Regions from separate parts of the Mus musculus genome. Here region 2 is linked to region 1. Evidence: chromatin contacts called from public Hi-C data. All regions are on one chromosome and are shown on one strand. Each heading gives the region's core, a stretch centred on a gene start, on an enhancer-like site or on the middle of the called end of the contact. The rest is flanking DNA. Distances are from core to core; before and after follow the strand shown. Region 1 overlaps Grhl2 (grainyhead like transcription factor 2). Region 2 holds the start of Ncald (neurocalcin delta).

Evidence for each region. A called contact is a pair of places that touch in the nucleus more often than the background predicts.
Region 2: a contact with region 1 is called in a Hi-C map of cerebellum, with 1.8 times the contacts expected there. The contact joins the promoter of Ncald here to the enhancer-like site in region 1. A contact is called at or near these places in 9 of 484 Hi-C or Micro-C datasets (the HL-1 cell line, cerebellar granule neurons, cerebellum and 4 more), 3 of 115 datasets of contacts at active chromatin or transcription factors (T-cell acute lymphoblastic leukemia, effector CD8 T cells and memory CD8 T cells) and 1 of 9 other capture datasets (adipose tissue).

Annotation. Positions count from the first base shown.
Region 1 is chr15:37,343,573-37,349,828 of GRCm38.p6, reverse strand. It overlaps Grhl2 (grainyhead like transcription factor 2), which reads right to left. Exons shown (of 16, transcript NM_026496.4): 13 at 5,082-5,176; 14 at 1,975-2,060. Among named protein-coding and RNA genes, the nearest start is that of 4930447A16Rik, 79 kb to the left of the region's middle. Within about 2 kb of position 2,943, at least 48 of the 459 cell types and tissues checked have an H3K27ac peak or open chromatin away from gene starts, as enhancers often do. A contact at or near this core is called in T-cell acute lymphoblastic leukemia, cerebellum, effector CD8 T cells and 2 more, where this site is marked.
Region 2 is chr15:37,457,112-37,463,367 of GRCm38.p6, reverse strand. It overlaps Ncald (neurocalcin delta), which reads left to right and starts at 3,986. Exons shown (of 4, transcript NM_001170868.1): 1 at 3,986-4,151.

The sequences.
Region 1 (6,256 bases), core at 1,694-4,193:
TTACAGAACCAGTTCCTGCATAGCCAAGTCTACACAGAGAAAGTCTGTCTCAAAAAACCTAAATAAATACATACATACATACATACACACATACATACATACATACATACATACATAAATCTCTTGGCTCGTCCCTTCTAGACCCCTTTGCAATATCTGCTCCTTATCAGTATAAAATCAGAATCCGGTGGTGATGGTGGTGGTGATGGTGGTGGTGATGGTGGTGGTGATGGTGATGGTGGTGGTGATGGTGGTGGTGGTGGTGGCGAGGCGGCGTAAGCCTTTAGTCCTGGTGCTCATGATGCAGAGGCAGGTGGGGCTCTGAATTATATAGGCCATCATTGTTTACACAATGAATTCCAAGCTGGCTGGGGCTACATAGTGAAACTTGGTCTCCAAACAAAAAACAAACAATAAGAAAAATCCTGTTTCATTAGGAGGGCTATATTCCATACGCTTCCTTGCATTTACTTCTGGATTTGTTTCCTGGCTTGTGTGGAACAGAAATCAATGCTCCTCCACAGGTCATGACAGACATGAAGCTACCAAGCCCTCCCTCTGCTGCTCTGCTCAGGGTGACCTGGGGACATGAAACCTGCAGCAGCCACACTCTCATATTTATCAGTAAGAGCTGGAGATAAGCAATCATAATACATTCAGTGTTTCACAACTGCTTTCTCGAGTTCTAAAGCACCCCCATCAGTCCCACAGGACACGCAGGTTCTACCTCCTGCTCCCCAGCCCATGGCAACCACTGGCCTGCTTTCTCTCTCCATATACTCCCAAAGAACTGGAGACAGATACCCAAACACAAACTAGCCCCTTGATGTTCACGGTAGCGCAGTCACAACAGCCCCTCCCCCCTCAAAAAGGAAAAAGCCAGTAGTCTGTGAGCTGAATAAATGAAAAAAAAAATGTGTGTCCATACTATGAACAATTACTCTGCTGACTGTAAGAAAGAATGAAGTCGAAAGTGATTGGCAGGTGACCGCATGGTGTGGCTCTACATATAGGAACTCTCTCACAAGCTGCAGTGTTTGGCCATGAGCCCAAATGTTTCCTCATCAGAACCTGTCTCAGACCAGCTGTCTACCAGGAGTGGCAAGAGACACTGCTGGAGTCTCTATCACTATAAAACCCTTATGTCCAGGCTGGAGAGATGGCTCAGCAGTTAAGAGCACTGACTGCTCTTCCAGAGGTCCTGAGATCAAATCCCAGCGACCACATGGTGGCTCACAACCATCTCTAATGAGATCTGATGCCCTCTTCCAATGTGTCTGAAGAGAGTGACATTGTACTCACATACATAAAATAAATCTTATCCTTCCACTTCTGGGAGGGAAGAAACGGGGCCAGAGCAAGGAAGGAAGGGAGGAAGGAAAAAAGAAAAAGAAAACCCGTATGTTCTGCTACACAGCCATACATACCCAAGGCAAGTGTGAGAACGTGGCTCATACCCATGGCATGGTTGAAGCTGGGGGTCAAGAGTGTGTGAATAAAACAGTTTCCCCACGGCTGTGCTACCAGCCCTGCTCTAGGTCAGCGATGAGAAGAGGAGAATCAATTCCGGCCACCATAGTTCTACAACACATCTTCCCCCTTAACCCACGTGTCCTCTTCACATTGGAATATGTTACCATAGTGTATTGGTTTTGTAGTTTTTTGGTTTGTGTATATTTGGAAGCCATGTGCACCTAATCTGGCTTTGTGCAAACAGATAAATAAAAACCTCACTTTACCCCTCCTCTGCAGCAGCTGACTCGGATGATTACTCTGAAACCAACCAAGAGTGTATCTGAGCATGCGCATCAAGACCCTGTCCGGAGGTAGAGATTTCCAAAGACCTCAACTCTTCATTTTCTTTCAAAAGCTCATGCTGGAGCCACCCTGGTGGCTGCACTGCACTAAATAAATTCTGGCCGGGTGAACGGGGCAGGGCTCATGGCGTCTACGGGGGCTGGGCTTGTGGCTTACCGCTTCCATCAGACCCTTCACCGTGGGTGATTTCAGCATCAGAGCATCGAAGACGTCATCGTTCTCCTTCCTCACATATAAAAGCACTGCAAGAGAACGGAAAGACCAGAGTGAACTAAGGCTTGGGACTGCTTCCTATCACGTGAGACGTCAGGCTGACATCACCTGCTCTCTGCTTCCTGTCACGTGGGACGTCAGGCTGACATCACCTGCTCTCTGCTTCCTGTCACGTGGGATGTCAGGCTGACATCACCTGAACTCTGCTTCCTGTCACGTGGGACGTCAGGCTGACATCACCTGTTCTGCCAACAGGCTAATGACTACTGGGATGTACATGCTCTCATGCCTGTATCCATACTTGAGTTTCTCGGGTGGGGCACATGGTCTCTTTATGACCACTCTTTCCTGTAACTTATATTTGCATATTTGCTCATTCGGTGAATACCACTGAAGGCGCCTAGGTGCCACAAGCTGTGTATACCAAGAGCTGAGCTTGCAGCACAGAGCTAGTTAACCCCAGTCTATGCCTTTAGGGAGTTTGTGGTCCACTAGGAGAGACAGGCAGGCTTGAGAAAGCAATGAAGGAAAAGCAAGAGACAATACTTTCAGCCAGGTCCTGCAGAGGTGAGAGTGCCCAAAAGTGGGGGCTTAAGGCATTGTGAAGACCGTAGGAGTGGTTGTCTAGAAAGGTAAGTCACCAGAAGGGTTAGGCTGGCAGACGACCTCGAGTAACGGCCTGGAAGGGGACAGTCCAGGAAGAACTTAGGATGTGGCGAATCACAGCTCTGAGTGTAATCTAGGCTTCCATGCCTAGATTATCTGTGAGACAGACACTAGGAACTAGCACATAGGGTTGCCTGCCGGTTCTGTGAAATAAGATCCGTGTGTTAGGCTCGGTCTAGGCCCCGCACACAGATAAAGACCCAGTCTTCAACCTACAGAAGCTGACAGGAAGTGGTTGTGGTTTTTGAACCTTCAAGCTGGGCCATGGTGTTCTATTCCTTTCTCTACAAGTTCTGAATTGGAGAGTGTGCAGACTGAGCCAGGATGGCAGAGACCGCAGATCTGACCGATGTAGACGGACCTCAGGGAGGCACAGATGTACCAGCTGGGCCCCACAGACATGGCCACCCTTGGCGCTGCTTCTCCTGGTCACGGAGTCCTCCTACTGTGCCATCATGTTGAGAAGTCAGCACCCGGAAAATCAACTGGCCGCCATCACTCAGTCCTGCCATCCCAGAGGGAGAACTGCTCTTTCTGTCTTCTAGCAGCAGACATAACTTAACTTCCCTTCCAGGGGAAGAAAAAGCTGAAACCCCTCATCTGTCCACACTAAGGAAAACAACTGCCCAGGACAAAAAAAAAAAAAAAAAAAAAAAAAAAAAGCAAAAAACCCAAAACACTGATGAGCCTATATCTCAACAATAATCCTGATATTAATCCAGTGACCATCACCATCAGCAGAGAAACAAAAGCAGAACTGAAAAATGAAATCAGCTAGACCCACACCCGACACTCCCTCTCCCTCCCTCCCGCTCCATCCCAAAGGCTTGCTTAAATCTGTGCTTATAAAAGCCACATTGACAGGGATTCTGCCCAAAGAATGTTCGGTTAGAATATAGGGAAGGAGGAGAGCGGGAGGGAGGAAGAAAGACTTGGGCAGTGCAGTGCTTTCTTTTTCTTTATCAAATATAAAAATGAAGTGCCAATTAAGGCTGACCACGTCGCCAAAAATTTTTCACATTTAGCCCCTTGAAGCAATACTGTAGAGTCTACACGTCAATTAAAACTACCTAGTAACCCAAAGGCTATCATAAACGGAGAGGATGTGAACAATATACAGAAAAATATAGGATGCAGAGCCCAGTTACATCCAGATAAGGAAAACTAAATTCAAGAAGAGCTAGCTGATGGCTATTATTTGCTGGAAATTCTGTAATTTCTTCCAGAAGCTCTCAACAACAAAAAGAGTGGAAAAAGCAATTTCCATTGGGTTGACCCTTGGGAAACCTGCGATTACATTCTATTAAAATGAGCACTACTTATAAATAGCCTCTGTTCAAGCCATTGTCTTTGATATTACTCCGGGGGGGGGGGGGGACTGGAAAGTGCTCAAGTCTGTTGGTTCTTTTTTGGGGGGGGGGGTGCGGCGGCAGACTGGCAGGGCAGTTCCAGCTGGGCTTGCTGACAGCTATCCTGGAGGGTGTGCTGGGCTCCACACACTTAGAGGGCTTGGCCAGAGAGTCAGTTTTCATTAGCTCTGTTCTGTGGTGTGGCAACGGTAATAACCATCCTGCCAACCACAGCAGAGACAACCACCAAACATCCCAGGCAGCCTCGTGTGCAGCCACCCTGACAAGTGGCCGCCAAGGAAAAACAGACAGTAATGATGGTTTTGGGAAGCTGACAAATGACCAGTAGGGCCAAGTACAGGCTCAGAGTGCCAAGCAAGGAGCCCAGTGACTTCTCCATCCTTCTCCAAAGAGATCCTCTTGGGGGGACGGGGACCAGCGATTTCCTTACTGCTGGTAGGTCACAGTGCCCTCTGTCTGTCTGTGCAGTTTCAGAAACCTTACCTTAATCTTTAATTACAGCCCAAGATAATTTCTAGTGGCAATGTGGGTGCCAGTTCCACAAGCTCTGAAAAGCAGTTGTTGGACTGGCTCCAGCCTGTAATTGAGTAGGTGATGTACAAGTGCACACCAGTCACCAGTGTGACGCTGCCCCAACCCTAAGTAGTTAGGAAGGAAGAGGCACCAAGCAACGGAGGTTAAAATTCGTGATGGCAAGCTGGGGGCCACCATCACATATGGGCGGGCCCAACCTATTGTAACCGTTTCTGTCTATGGAATAATTCCGAATCACTGGTTCATGGGGAAGGCACAGCCACACACACAGGCAGTCTCCTCTGAACTGTGTACCTCACTGCTGGATGGGCCAGGAGATACATAACTGCTCCCCTAAGGCAAGAGAAAGCCTGTAGCCTCCAATGTGAGGAAAAGCCCACCAGGATTAGCAATGATTCTGTCACAGGGAGTGAGTTCTTCACAGCAGGTCAGCCTGCCTGCCCGAAGCCCTGTCAGTGGCCAGTCGGAACGGAGAGATACCTCGTTTTACGTTTTCTTCTTTGATCTGCTTAGACGGTGTTGGACCAAACTCCTCTTCCATGGGCCTGAACATCCGCTTAACAAGGACGCTGCTGCTGGAGAGGACACACAGAGATGAATAAATACACAAGGAGTGTCACAGTGAGGGGAGTCCTCCCCAGTTCACACCAAGTCACGGCAGGAGATGACACAGGCTAGACCTCTGTTGGGGACTGGCCTGATTTCCTACAGTTCTCCCTTTTCTAACTGCCACAGTGGGAGGTTCAACCCAACCTCCTGTCCTTTCCTCTCCCCACAGAGGACTCCAGCCCTCCCGCCTGGAAGATGGTGGCGTTTTCCCCTGAGCACTCTCTGAGGGGCCAGCTGTGACAGCTCTGCATTTGCAAAGTCCCTGTGCATTCCAGATGCGCTCTGGAAAGGGGAGGGTTGTTAGAGAGGAAGAGAAATGGAGATTCACTATTCTTAATCTCAGGCATGTAGATCTCAGGCAGGTCTGCAGAAAATGGTGCTTTCTCTGGTGATTGGCTGGCCCGGGGAAGCAGTATCTGACAGATCACTCAGCACAATTGTTAGGACAAGACCTGGGGGGGGGGGGGGGAGGCCAGACCACCTCAAATGACTTAAAATTCCTCTTTTAAAGTTTATTACTGTACAAATTTGGACATGTTTCTTAATTTCCATGGACCTTAGTCTCCTTATCTTTAAGAGGAAGCTATTGACACAGAAATGACAATATTTGAAGAGCTGGAAATATTAATTACACCAAGTTGATCATTACACACTATGTACACGGTCAAATGGTCATACCGTGCCCTATAAATAAGTATAAATATTATGTGTCAAGTAAAATTAATTAATTTAATAAAATGTAAAAGGAGGCTGGAGAGGTGACTTAGCAGTAAAGACTGTCATGGTAGAGCTACCCAAGCAAATTGAGACCCTGGTAAGGTAGGGAATGAAGTCAAGAGCCAGCTCTCTTACTACATTCCCCTTTACGTCAAACAATGAAAACAGCTAAACAAAAAAAAAAAAAAATCTAAACCTCCAGTCACATCTGAAGGCAGTAATGAACTTAGGGCACTCTCCCTCTGTCCTGCCTTCTGCTTTGTGTTAACTGCGGGTTGTGGTACTCTGTCTCATCTGGGAACTGGAGTGACCATGAACTTAGAACGAAA
Region 2 (6,256 bases), core at 2,737-5,236, 110 kb before region 1:
CACCTGTTATTTATAAGCAGGTGTGTTATTGGTATTTAGTTTTTACCGCACAAGCAGACCAAGACATTCTGTTTTTCTTCTATCGTCGATCTTGAACTTAAAGCTGCCTTTGTAACTCTGTAAGGTCTTTCAAGCACGTTTTCTTTCTTTCTTTTTTTTTAATATTTTTTTTTATTACGTATTTTTCTCAATTACATTTCCAATGCTATCCCAAAAGTCCCCCATACCCTTCTACCCACCCATTCCCACTTTTTGGCCCTGGCGTTCCCCTGTACTGGGGCATATAAAGTTTGCGTGTCCAATGGGCCTTTCTTTCCAGTGATGGCCGACTAGGCCATCTTTTGATACATATGCAGCTAGAGTCACGAGCTCTGGGGTACTGGTTAGTTCATAATGTTGTTCCACCTATAGGGTTGCAGATCTCTTTAGCTCCTTGGATACTTTCTCTAGCTCCTCCATTGGGGGCCCTGTGATCCATCCAATAGCTGACTGTGAGCATCCTCTTATGTGTTCAAGCACGTTTTCAAAACAATGGGTGTTACTGTTACCTCTGTGATAACATTGCTTGAATACATGCTAGTTCTAGTTCGAATGCTAGGAAGCAAATCCCCAGTGCCTGTGGCTACACGTGTGAGCCCACCGTGGTCACCATGACGTGGGGATCATTTTATTGTTAATCTTTTCACTGTCTCACCTTACTCATCTTCCTTCATCCAAATCTTCCTCATTTTATTTTTCCCTGTGTCTTATTACTCCTAGAACAAAGCTAGATAAAGACTCTACAATTCCTGGATGCTGAAAATCTTTCTCCCCCTCATAAAAAAAATTAAAACTAGGAGCCTATAATTCATTTGATAGAGTACTCTGCATCGATCACAAGGACCTGGGTTTGATACCAGTGGCAGACCCAGTAAGGAATGTCAGCATATAACTTACTCGTGACTTAGCTAGGGTTAGATTGATTTACTTGGAACCATCCATTGTTAGAAGATTTCGTGAGAACTCAACACTTTTGTCTTCTGTTTTTCCCTTCTGCCTCATTGGTTGTAGAGGGCTCACAGAAAGCCTCTCTTCCATGTTATTTGAAAAAGAAAAGCATCTTGTGTTCCTGTTGCTCCGCATTCTTTCCCTAATCCATGAGTCATCCGTGAGCCCTTGCTGTGCCTGGGCTCTGTTCTAACCACTGGCATCATAAAAATAAGACTCCTGCCCTGAAGGTCTTCAGACGAGCATCCGAGCTGGGCAGATAAACAAGAGCTGGCAGACACATTGAGCCCCTGCCCTGTGGCAGGTGTCCAAATTGTATCATCTATTTCCCTTGTAATTCAACAACCTTGTCATGTGGGCACTGCTGCTAGGGGCACTTTTATAACTTGACCAAGGTCCAATCATAAGAGATAAGATTTGAGGCAGAGAGCTGCAAGAATAGATACAGAGCCTCCCACTGATGCTAAGACAGTAGAGGCCCTGACATCACTGCCTAGCAGTATTGGGGGGTTTCGGGCTGACTAGAATTATCTCCTCACAGCTCAAAGCATGTGCTAGTTGATGCACGCGAAGCTCATTCAGTGGCATTTACCCCGTGTTGCTGGCAAAACAGTCAGAATAATAATAGTTGGACCTGCCTTCGTTTGTGGCAAGTAAAATTATCAGGGAGACCTGTGTTTGAGTGCATATTTTAAAAACAGGTGAGTCATTTTAACCTCAAAAATGACCTGGCATTCAGAAAAAAGAGATGACACATATTCAGTGTAAGGCAGTGTCGTGGGCGAAGGCGCTTGTGTGCTGCCTGTTACCTTAAACTAATTAGCCAAATGTCTGAGCTCCAAGGAGATCATGCTATGGTTTTAACCCTACAGAAGACTGCTCCCTTCCTTATATGTAAGCAAAAAACTCAATCCTATGTGGTTTACAGAGGAGAATGGGTGGCTGAGGGTTGGGTGCATGCTACAGGAAATAGGTCTACGTACACACATCTTCTAGTGGTGAATAACGGTCCAGTGGTTACCTAACCTGCCAGCAATTTAAACCTAAGTCTATGTACAGTGAAGCATACTTATAAACATGATAGGAGACTCAGAATAAACAAATTTGTTTAAAGTATTGAAATGTAGAGGTTCTGAGAATGTCTTGCTTCAGAGGACACCACCTACTGGTAGAGGGTGACATTGCAGTTTTATTTTCTTGATATTAAACTGAATAAAATGGAGAAACGATTGACAAGGCAGCATAGCTTCAGAGCCTGGGCTAAGTCAAGTCAGGCAGCCAGCAGGGAGAACTTGATCCCTGGACACCTACACTTCCCTTCCTACACCTTCCTCCCTCCCAGCCCAGAGCAAGGACCCACACTCCTAAACAGAGAACCAGAATTATATGTAGAACACAAGTCTAGAAAATAGACCTGTTGCTTAAGTCTGCCCCTTATAAGGCATTCAAACCAATTTGCACAGACACTGGGTTCAGCTGCTGTCATTCTAACAAGTAGGTCCATTCCTGACTGTCTTCAGTCTGAAAGTAAAGAATCTAACTTTACACTTTGCCTTTACATTTGCCACGGTACAACCAATAGCATCAGAAAAATAACTTCCAATAAAAACCCATTCTCTCTCTTCATTGGAGCTAGCATGGAAGATGGAATGGGGGAACGGGATGCTTCTGTGGCCAAGCAGATAGGCCATTAGTCCTGTGAAAGATCAGCTTCTATTCTACTGAAGACAGAGTCACAGAACAAAACCAGTTGGCCACAGAGTCACTCATATCTCATAGTGTGTGTATGCACACATGTGTGAGTGTGTTACACATATGAATATGAGTGTGTGCATGCATTTATGTGTGTGTGCACATGTTTGTATGCTTGCACGTGCAGGCGCAGTGTGTGTGTGTGTGCGTGTGCGTGTGTGTGTGACTGTGTCTGTGTATAGTCCTAATGACCCAGGCACACCACCTCTTTCTTCTCCCCACCTTTCAGCTCCTTTGTTTTTTGAATGAGTCCACATTTTCTAAATGGGTTTTTCATAATGCCTTCCTATGGGTTTTACTCAATTTTGTTTAATTGGCTTCCTGTTAATTAAGAATGAGAACGAACTGGGTCATAAGCACTCACACAGAGCTAAAGATCAGCTAACGTGTCCCTGAAGGCAATGAAGCTGTAATTTGGGAACAGGTGGGCTGCACTGTTGACTCCTCTGTGGTAGGGAGATTCCATCTGTGGGATGCCGAACCAGTCACTCAACATGAAACTCCCTCAGTCCGTTATGGACCAGAGAATCGTGGGAGGGTAGAGTGTGGGACCTGCGGAGGGGTCTGGCCCCTTTTCTCATCATCTCCAGGTCCTTCTAAAGTTGTGCCCTTGTGGAAGTGTTCTGGTCATCATTTTTGCAAGGAATCTTAGGTGGCATGCGACTTGGCTTTATCTACCCTGCTTTTTGCAGCATGCTTCCTTCCTGTCAGGCTCCTTCAGCCACACCATCTTTCATCGGCATGCTCTCGGGACACCGATGAGGATTCAGTTTCAAGAATATACAGTTTTTCCACCAACAATCTCTTGAAAGCTGTTTTCTCTCAGTTTATTTAGAGGGGAATTTAATTCACTAAGAAAACCACCTCATGAATGTTTTCAGCTTCTTTTTTTGACTGGAGGGGGAGGGGCTCTGTGCTGTGATAGTAAGACTAAGGGTCACAGCATGCATTTTCTGGCAACCAGAGAAAGGACAAGCAGGCTTTAATGATGAAAGTTGCAGGCACTCGTGAGTCACAACTTTGAGGGTTGAAATTATCTGCCGGGCACTGTTCACAATGGTTTTGCAATCCATGTGTATACATACATGCACACACAGATATGCACACACACGAGCACACACATCAGTGACAGATGACCTATTGAAATAATTTCAGAGCCAGTCTGTGGTTGCTACGACAACCAATGCTCTCTTGGCTTTTATCTGGCCATGTGACAGGGACTTTGACGTCAGCCAGAGGCAGAGTCTGTGGCTGAGTCCGCACAGTCAAAGGCTTGTGAGAATCTGGTGGATGCTGGACCTTGCTGCTGCTGCTGCCGCCGCCGCCGCTGTTGCTGTCCCTACAGCTGTGGTTGTTGCTTCCCAGGGGCTGCAGGAGCATGGACTACTAAACCCCCACTTCTTCAGCGTGAGGTAATCGGTTTGCTTTATACACAGGAGTTACGTGGTTTCACAGCCCCTGATGGTTTTCCCTCCCCTCTTAACCTCCTACAACTTTGCCTTCAAGAGCAGTTACTGACGAACGGAGCCAAAGAATGTGAAGCAGCTTCCAGTCACGAATTTCAGGCAGTCTCTGGAACTTGGTTAAATTTGGATTAGTGTTCCATGAAGTAGGTTAAAATGTAATCTTTCTTGCGCAATGCTTGCTAACATACATTATTTAGAAATTCTCATTTTGCAGCGTGAGCCAAATTTGCTCCCTTGAATTCTAGGAATCCCTCCTTCAGTGTTGTTTGGGGTCTGGTAACTCCAGCACCGCCTTGGAGGGAGCAGCTAACTTTTCCTTGTTGCTGCTGCTGATTCTGCGTCAGCCCACAGCAGTCTGGAATTTGGTTTCTACCTCATTTGCAGCATGTATAATTAGCAACAATGGGAACCGTGAGAAAAGACTCTAGACTTTGAAAGTTGTGGTTATTATTGTAAAGGGGGCTTTTGGTACTCTGTAAATAAGAGGGGAACTGTCAACAGCTTCCTGTTTAGAGAAAAGAATCTGCAATATGCCAAGGAAGTCGGGGTGGAACCTTTATGTGTGTGCGTGTGGTTGTTTTGTGGGTGTTACTGTGAAGTGCTATTTTGTGGCTCGCTCTCTCTGAAAACCCTGGTGAAGAGGAGGGACTGACTGGCCTTTTCTAAGGAGTCCTGTAAGCTGGTTCTGATCTTTATTCTTAAAAGTAATTATCTTGAGAAGAAACTAGCCTGGAACTAAATATGCATTGATGTGAGGTCTTCCCTAACTGAAATGTAGATTGAGGATGCTCGATAAAAATTTGCTCCAGGTCTTGTGTGAGTGATTTGGTAACTGATGAGCAAGGATTGCTCCGGCTGTTGTGTGTGCATTGCTGTGGTTCTGCTAGCTCCTTCTGCAGCTCCAAGTTTCAAGGAAACCTCAGGTTCTGAAGCAAACAGAAGCCTAGATGGATAAACAGGTTTCTAGATCTTACAGATTTAACAGAAACGAGGCGTATTTTAGACAGCCATCTGAAATAGAACCAGCATTTGAAGGAGCATAGATAGACTGGCTCCACTCGATATATGCAGTCAGTAGGTTGATGATATAGTTATATTTTAGTTTGGAGAAATAATACATTGTTTGGACAGTAGGTTGACGATATAGTTATATTTTAGTTTGGTGAAAGAATACATTGTTTTTTGCTTCTGTTACTAGGCTCAGAATTGTGGGTTCTACATTTTGCTCTCGTTGGGTGAGAATTCTGAGAGCCTGTAGCCGCAGCAGTAAATGAATAACTGCTTGAATCAATTATTTTCCAAGCAGCTTTCAGTGAATGGACCTTTTGATCAGAGCTTCCGTTAGGACTGTCCACTGTCTGATGTGCTTGTACATACATGTATTTACTAAGACGTCTTCCAGTCATTTAACTGACCTCATGTTCTTGTAACCCAGACGCTACCACTTTCATGAGTCAACTGGTGTGTGACATTTCAATTGAGAATGGGGGGACCAGCTAGCACTGTCATTTAAAGGCATCTCTCGTGGTATACACTTGGTGCTTTAACTTTTCTTGTGTCGACTGTTATCTTCACTCTTTTTCTTGGTTCTCTCCCTGGTTTTAAATTCACAAGATGATTATGTACGACATCCTCATGCCCTCATGCATGAGACTGGATTCCAACAATCAAAACTGTGAGAGAGAGAGAGTCGGTGTTAGTGGCAAAATGTCGGTGATAAAAAGTTGGGAAAAGAGCCTCCCTGATGAAAATAAGAACTTTCAAAGCCTCGAGCCAAGGGTTTGGTTTTTTGTTTTTGTTTTGTTTTTTTTTTTTAAATAAGGAAAGGGGGCTGAGGAGCATCCCCCTGCAGCAGCGAGTCTGTGCTGCCTGCTATCAAGGTCAAGAGTGCTTCAGCCTCAGAAGATGCCAGCATGGAATGATTGACTCTAGAAACCTGGCTGCTGAATTATTAAAGGCTCTGGGTCTAGTTTCAGGAAGCCTTAACCCTTTCAGTGCCACGAGCACGTCTGGCCGTCTGGTGCTACCTGTGGACTCTTTTCCAGAATGAT